Regions from separate parts of the Sus scrofa genome. Here region 1 is linked to region 2. Evidence: chromatin contacts called from public Hi-C data. All regions are on one chromosome and are shown on one strand. Each heading gives the region's core, a stretch centred on a gene start, on an enhancer-like site or on the middle of the called end of the contact. The rest is flanking DNA. Distances are from core to core; before and after follow the strand shown.

Region 1 (3,787 bases), core at 735-3,234, about 16 Mb after region 2:
ACACACACAATAACAAGATGTCATTAGCTTCATTTTAAAGATCTGAATAGCAAACACCTATGAAGCACTTATTACACACGAGGCTCTCTTCCAAGTGCTTCACATGATGTTAACTCATTTAATTTTTACAACAACCCTATTGGGCAGGTATTATCCCTATTTATTTATTTATTTTTTTTTGGTATTTTTAGGGACTCACCTGCACCACATGGAAGATCCCAGGCTAGGGGTCAAATCAGAGCTGCAGCTGCTGGCCTACACCACAGCCACGGCAACACAGGATCTGAGCCGCGTTTGTGACCTATACTACAGCTCATGGCAATGCCGGATCCCTAATCCACTGATCGAGGCCAGGGATCGAACCCGCAACCTCATGGTTCCTAGTCAGATTCGTTTCTGCTGCTCATTTTACGGATGAGGAAACTGAGGCACAAAGGGATTACTCATGGATATAAAGCCAAGAGGTGGAGAGCCAGGATTCAGAACCAGGCAGCTGACCCGAGAGACTGTGCAGCTAAAAGAGGGAGGCTCTGAAGTGTAAGATAACTTCCTGAAAGCAACCACAGTGGAACGGAGACCACGCATTCATTCATTCATTCACTAGTTCATTTATTCAAACATTTGCTGAGCAGAAACCACAGGCCAGCCACCTGGAAATACAAGGAGACGCAGAGTCCAGGGCTCTCTGATGCAGCGCTGGACACCTAGGGCTCCAGGTGAAGGGGAGGCCCTTCCAGGCATCAGCATGTGTGCACACGCGTGTGTGCTGGGTGTGTGAGTCACCAGAGAGGCCCCACACTGGAGAAGCTGCAGTCCAAACGCTGCCTCAGCTGCCCTGAGGCTGGGACCTCTGGCGACAGTGTCTGTTTGCAGTGGCTCAGGGAGGGCTATGGGGGTCTTACTGGCTCTTTTCACTCCAAGCCTAGGCTCCTTCCTCGGCCCCACAGCTTGGCACCCAGGATGCCCTCTCTGCTGGGTCACCCCCAACCCTCCCAGAGCTGTTTTATTTCATTTTATTTTGCTTTTTAGGGCAAAATAGAACCCACATCTTTGAGTTCCCGTTGCGGCACAGTGGTTAACGAATCTGACTAGGAACTATGAGGTTGCAGGTTCGATCCCTGGCCTCGCTCAGTGGGTTAAGGATCCAGCGTTGCCGTGAGCTGTGGTGTAGGTCGCAATGTGGCTTGGATCCTGAGTTGCTGTGGCTCTGGTATAAGCAGGCGGCTACAGCTTTGATTAGACCCCTAGCCTGGGAACCTCCATATGCCAAGAGTGTGGCCATAAAAAGCCAAAAAAAAGCCACAAAAACAAAAACAGAACCCACATCTTCATGGATACTAGTCAGATTTGTTTCCACTGTGCCACAAAGGGAGCTCCTCCAGAGCTGTTCTGGAGGCCCACTGCCTGGCCTCAGCTGCACTTGGCAGAGTGGGCCCTGGACGCCCCCTGAGCCCCCCGATCACGGTCGCAGCCCCCCCTCACGTGCTGTTAGCCCTCCCTGCACCCCTGTTCCCAGCGGGCAACTAGGACCTGCATGACCATGGACCCAGGGCGACCGGTCCTTCATCTCAGGAATTCAGCCGCTCCTGGGAGGAAAATAACTCGTAGACAAGGCTGGGACTGGATGAAGACAATCTGACATCTTTTCTCGGGTTAGAAGGACACATCCCGAAGGCTTGCGATCCACTTTGAAAGCCCAGTCCCCTGCAATTGTCTGCTAAATTATCTTAGTAATCCTGGAATGCAAAAACACCCGAACCACAACAAACAAGCCGCCCCCTAAATGACAGAAGGGGTGTTGTGGGCTCTGCTCTATGACAGGGCAGTGAGCGGGGCTGGGGAGACAGCGGGCCCCTAGGGGGGTAGTGGTGTCCGGAGGGCCCGGGGCCAAGGCTCATTGGACCCGCCCAGGATGGGCCAGGCCGCCCCTGAATAAACAGGCGGGCTGGGCTCCCTCTCGGGCACCCCCACCTCCACTGCGGCTTCCCTTCCAGGGCTGGGCTGGGCAAAGGCAAACCGAAAGCCCTGGCCCCGGGACACTGAGCCGGTGTTCCTCCCACTTAGGGGGAAACCACAAGCCGGCGGGGCTCCGCGGCCTCAGCCCGGAGGACTGAAGGGGCGCCTGTGTCAAGTGGTCCCTGGAGAGGCCCAGCCCAGGGGAGGCTGGCGCACGGAGGGAGGGGCGCCGCCCAGTGCCCTGGCAAAGAAACCTTTCTTCCAGGCTGGGCCGCCTGCCGTCTCCCTAGACCACAGGGCCACATTCACAGCCGGCCAGCCGGGAGGTGCTCTAGTGCCCGGCCGGCCAGGTTCAAGTACAAGCTCTGCTTCCCGTAGCTGACATTCAAGTTGCTTCCTGCCCGTCTTCGAGCACAACATTTTCATGAACCGATCAGCACACAACTGTTTTATGTGTGTGTTGAAAGATATGTCATTTAATACACATTGTTGATTCTTTAACATTTGTTTTTGGCTGTGCTCACGGTATACAAATGTTCCCAGGCCAGGGATCAAACCTGAGCCTCAGCAGAGACCTAACCCTAACCCTAACCCTAACCCTTCCCAGACTGAACGCACTCGGAGGAACATGTGACCCCAGACCTCAACCCAGCGCCCGGCCTATTGTGAGCACCACTGGGTGAGCTAACGAGAGAACATATCTGCTGGCACCGCGTGGGGTGCCACGAGCATAACTCCGCGTACCCCTGACACTCAGGACAATCCTGAGAGGTAATAAGACGAAACGTGAGCACTTCCCAGGGCCTTCCTCTGTTCTGTTCTAGCAGCTCTCCTCATATCAGCCCACTGGATCCTTCATAGTCCTACCAGGTGGACGTGCACGCAATGCAATTTAGACTTCTAGGGCCCTCCCGTGTTCAGGAGGGGCCCTGCCAGTGGGCTTGCATGGTCACGGGCTTTGTAAAATTGGCAAAAGGACCACACACTGTAAGAGCTTCAGGCCCCACAACATCTGGATGCACCCGAGCATACGTGCTACTCTTCCCATTTCACAGATGACAAAACCGAGGCTCAAAATGATTACATAACCTGCCCAAGGATGTTCAGAGCCAGGATTTGGATGCAGGCCCTTCTACTCTGCTGCAGGCCCCCTGAGTCGAGGGAAAGGAGCTCTGGACCTTGTGACACCTGTCTGCCCGGGAGCAGCTTGAAACTGTGGGTTCTGAGCAGAGGGAGGGCAGGAGGGAGGGCAGGAGGGAAGGAGAAGCTCTGATCAGAAGGGTTCCGAGGCCGGAGCCCGGAGCCCCAGCCCTTGGCAGCAGAATCCTGGTTAATGAGACCGTCTCCTTCTCCACCCACCCCCTTGTGACCCAAATCTACTGTTTGCCTTTTCAACTCCTGAAAGCACTGAAAGCAAACTGCCAGGAGCCAGCCCAGCTCACCCCAAATAAACCTGCTCTCCGTCCCCTTCCCCTTCCTGGGCCCCTCCATCAGCGCAGCAGGGCCCAGCCAGTCTCTAATACCAGGCTAAGGCAAACAAGAGCTGGCACAGTCTGCCCTCGAGGGCAGCCCTCCCCTGGCCCTTTTGCAAAAGGCCGGTTTCAGCTGCCTGGGCATTCAGTTACCTTCATTAGAATGGGCCCTGAGAGCTGGCCGGGCACTGACCGCTCAGGGCAGATTCTATCACAGCAGGGATGAAAGGAGAGAAAAAGAGCAGTAATGGAGCTGCCTCTCCCCAGGCCACGAGGCGGGGGGGGGGGGGGGGGAGAAAGGGGGGGGTGCAGGGGGACCAGCCAGGCCCAGGGCCAGGCCCTCCAAGGGCTTGAATGAC
Region 2 (3,728 bases), core at 941-3,440:
CTCCGTCACTCTCTGGCCAGACAAGCCACACCATCAGGTCTCTACATGGAAATGTGTGTGGGGTGCCCTGAGAGGGTTTATCGTCATGCCCTCACCCAGGGAGCCAGCCCCCTCCCTTCCTCCCTGAGTTCTGTGTGGGAAGAAAGTGCTCTTTCATGGGATTTTTATGGAGGCAAGGGCCTCAGTATTTGAGCTTTAGCTCCTTTTGCTTCTCTCTGCTTCTTTTGGAACAGAGCTACCCGGGGGACACCCTCGCTGCCATCTGCACTGGCGCAGGCTGGTATGACATACTAGGAAAGAAGCCTGGATGATGTTTCCAAGTAGCAGCCAGCCACACCTTTACCCTTTTGGGCTGGGTTCTGTGAGCACAGGCTGACGCACAGGCCGCAGCACTCCAGGCGTGTTCCGTGCTCTGGGTGGTGTTTAGGGTGGAGCCAAGGCTGAGGGCTGACCGAGGGTTTCTGAGGGTGGTTACTCAGCCCCTTTGGCTAGGAGACAAGCCAGCATTCCTGGGGGCAAAGAACAGGAACAACTCTAGTTACCTACAGCCTGAAAGGAATGTTCCGGAAGGATGATGGGTGGCTATAGCATCACAAACTAGGCTGGAGAACCGGGCTTATCAATTGGGCAGGAACCCGGAAGGCTGGGAGGTAGAACAAAGCCGAACAAGTGAGGATGGGCCGGCCGCTGACATCGCGGTCACCACTGCCCCTGGGTGCTGGTTTCTGGGCCCCCAACATCGGAGGAGAAACACCTGCATGGTCCCAGCTTCTCTGTGACCTTCAGTCAATGCCCAGTCCTAGGTAGCTGGATGTGCTCAGGCTGAGCAGCCAAGCTCTCTCTGCAGGGATCTGGGAGAGGGAGTTTGGCCCCACTGGGCTTCCATAGGGGAACCCTGCCTCCTGCCCGTCTAGGGATCTGCCCTCCCAACCCTGGGTCTGGATGCTAAGCAACCAAAAACAACAAACGCCATACATCTCTTTTCTTTCCCCAGTTGTGCGTTTGCCAAGAGGCAGTTTCCAACCTGCCTCACATAGGCCGTCTGATACCCGGAGTGCTGCTGGTTTCCACCCCTCGGAGAGCTTGCCAAATATGGTTAAGTCATGTAAACAGACTAAGTGCTTCTAGATTGTTCTTACCCGGGGCTTCTTACTGTGGCTAGCGTAGTGGCTAACATTTGTTGAACCACGTCCCAGGCACTGAGCTAAGTGCTTTATGTTAATGATTTCATGGGATCTCAGTTACTGCCATCCTTCCGAGGGGGAAGGTTTAGTAGATTTCCTACATCCGCATGGGTTTAAACAGGAGGAATCAAGGCGTGAATGCAGGCAGCTTGTCTCTGGAGCTTGGCTAAGAAAGGGCCCTGCTTTCCATAATCCAGCAGAGACAGGCATTAACCCAGAGAACACAGGATTACAATGAGCCCCGGAAAGGGGGAGACAGGGCAGGGGGGGAGGAGAAAGAGCCTCCCAGCCCATCATCCAGGGGTGGGTGGGGTCCCCAAAAGGTCTCTATGAAGGGCTTTTCAGCTGTGACCCAGTGACAAGGGTTCCCAGGCAAAGCCAGTGAAAAGTGGTGACAGCAAGTGGCAACGGCTTGAGGCAGGGGAGAAATGCATGTGTTTGAGGAATGAAAAAGGGGCTAGTACAGCGGCAGGGAGAGGGCGGGCGGGGGGGCCCTCCGGGCAGCACGCCAAGGCCTCAGGCGGGGTCTCATTGCTGTCTTCGGCTCAGAACTCCTTCCTGCTCTCATGGGCTCACCCCCACCTCCGTCCTTATGCAAATCCTCCAGCTCTAAGCACCCCCCACACCCTCCCGCTCAGAATCCCACCTCATCTCCCCTGCTCTGCGGTGGCCGCCCCTGGTCTCTTTACCGCCACGTCCCCCAGCCCTCATCTCCCTGCTTCTGCCACATGCCTGTATCTTTTCTCACCAGCAGTACAACGATCACACCCGCCTCCGCTCATTTCACATAGAGGAAAGGCCCCCCCTGTCTCACTGGGGTCTGCAAAGTCCTCGGTGCTCCTGTGGCCTCCCTGGGGACTGTCCCTCCCTCCCTGGGCTGCCCTGCCCTCTCTCGAGCACACCGGGCAAGGTCCTGCCTTCGGGCCTTGGCATTAGCTGTGCCCTCAGTCCAGCCCAGAATGTTCTCTACACACATATCTGTGGGGCTCTCATCATCCGGCCGGCTTGCCCGGGCATGTTCTCGTGATAAAGCAAAGGGCAAGAGCAGAAACACGCAGCCCTCCACACACCCCGTCTAACAGCCGACTGGATCAAAGTCCCGGGACTGGAGTTCCTGTCATGGCGCAGTGGAAACAAATCCGACAAGGAACCATGAGGTTGCAGGCTCGATCCCTGGCCTCGCTCAGTGGGTTAAGGATCAGGAGTTGCCATGAGCTGTGGTGTAGGTCGCAGACATGGCTCGGATCCCGTGTTGCTGTGGCTGTAGGCCAGCAGCTACAGCTCCGATTTGACCCCTAGCCTGGGAACCTCCATATGCTGCGGGGGCGGCCCTAGAAATAAATAAATAAATAAATAAATAAATAAATAAAAGCAAAGTCCCAGGACTGAGTCTAGAGGGTCACACTCGAGGAGGCAGGGAGGGCTAAGGACCAGGGCCCTCCTGTGCTTGAGCGAGACCCCTTGATCTGAGCTCCGAATCCCCCACCTCCGGCCCTGCATAGGAACCCACCTCCTCCCATCACCATTTTGTTCTATTCAACAAATATGTATATATTTTTTGTCTTTTTAGGGCCACTCCCGTGGCATATGGAGGTTCCCAAGCTAGGGGTTGAATCGGAGCTCTAGCCACCGGCCTACACCACAGCAACGCCAGATCTGAGCCTCGTCGGCAACCTACACCACAGCTCACGGCAACGCCAGATCTTTAACCCACTGAGTGAGGCCAGGGATCGAACCTGCAACCTCATGGTTCCTAGTTGGATTCGTTTCTGCTGAGCCACGACGGGACCTCCTATTCAACAAATATTTATTGAACATTTGCAATTCAGTAAACCCTGTTCTAACACCGGGGACACAGCGACATGTAAAGTGACAAAGTCCTTGTCCTTTGGGGGCTTACAATGCGGAGGCCAGGACATAGAATAAACACAGAGTAAGGTGCGCTTTGAGGACTGGGAGGCCCCATCTGAGGCTGAGCAGCCAGGGAAGTCCTTGCTATTGAACTGAGATGAGCCCTAATGGGGGAAAGAGTGAGCCAGTGAGTATGGGAGGAAGAAGTTTCCAGGGCAGCAGGTGCAGAGGCTCTACGGCAGGAGGTGCTGGGTCGCCCGGGCCCTGGAACCGAGGAAGGAGGTGAACTCGTGGCGTGGCGATGACCGATGACCCAGGCCACCGTGGCCCTCTGTGGGTCTGATGAGCAGCTTGGACTCTGCTCCAGGTGTGAAGGGAGCCATCAGAGGGCTGAATTACATTTTCAGAAGGGAGCCCCTGAGGGGATGGGGAGGCTGTTCCTCTTGTCAGGGAGAGAGTTGGTAGTAGCGAGGGGGCCAGAGTTAGCATGCACCTTGGAGCTGGTTGCAACAGAGGTGGCAGGTGCACTGGAAGAAGGAGAGGCAGCAGTCAAGGAGATGCTTTGGTCTGAACCAGTGGGTAAATGGAGCTGCTTTGGCCTTAGATGAGGACTTCCAGGTAGGGGGTCAGTTTTATTTTATTTTACTTATTTATTTTTTTAGGGCCACACCCATGGCCTATGGAAGGTCCCAG

What was found. Hi-C and Micro-C count contacts between places; a contact is called where the count stands out from the background.
Region 1: a Hi-C map of omental adipose tissue shows a contact between it and region 2, with 13 times the contacts expected there. The contact joins two enhancer-like sites. A contact is called at or near these places in 6 of 47 Hi-C or Micro-C datasets (embryonic fibroblasts, fetal skeletal muscle, mesenteric adipose tissue and 3 more).

What each region holds. Positions count from the first base shown.
Region 1 is chr12:43,413,222-43,417,008 of Sscrofa11.1, forward strand. All of the region lies in intron 3 of RAB11FIP4 (rab11 family-interacting protein 4), which reads right to left. Among named protein-coding and RNA genes, the nearest start is that of RAB11FIP4, 59 kb to the right of the region's middle. Within about 2 kb of position 1,985, at least 21 of the 83 cell types and tissues checked have an H3K27ac peak or open chromatin away from gene starts, as enhancers often do. A contact at or near this core is called in omental adipose tissue and retroperitoneal adipose tissue, where this site is marked.
Region 2 is chr12:27,052,386-27,056,113 of Sscrofa11.1, forward strand. No RefSeq gene overlaps it. Among named protein-coding and RNA genes, the nearest start is that of WFIKKN2, 39 kb to the right of the region's middle. Within about 2 kb of position 2,191, at least 53 of the 83 cell types and tissues checked have an H3K27ac peak or open chromatin away from gene starts, as enhancers often do. A contact at or near this core is called in omental adipose tissue and retroperitoneal adipose tissue, where this site is marked.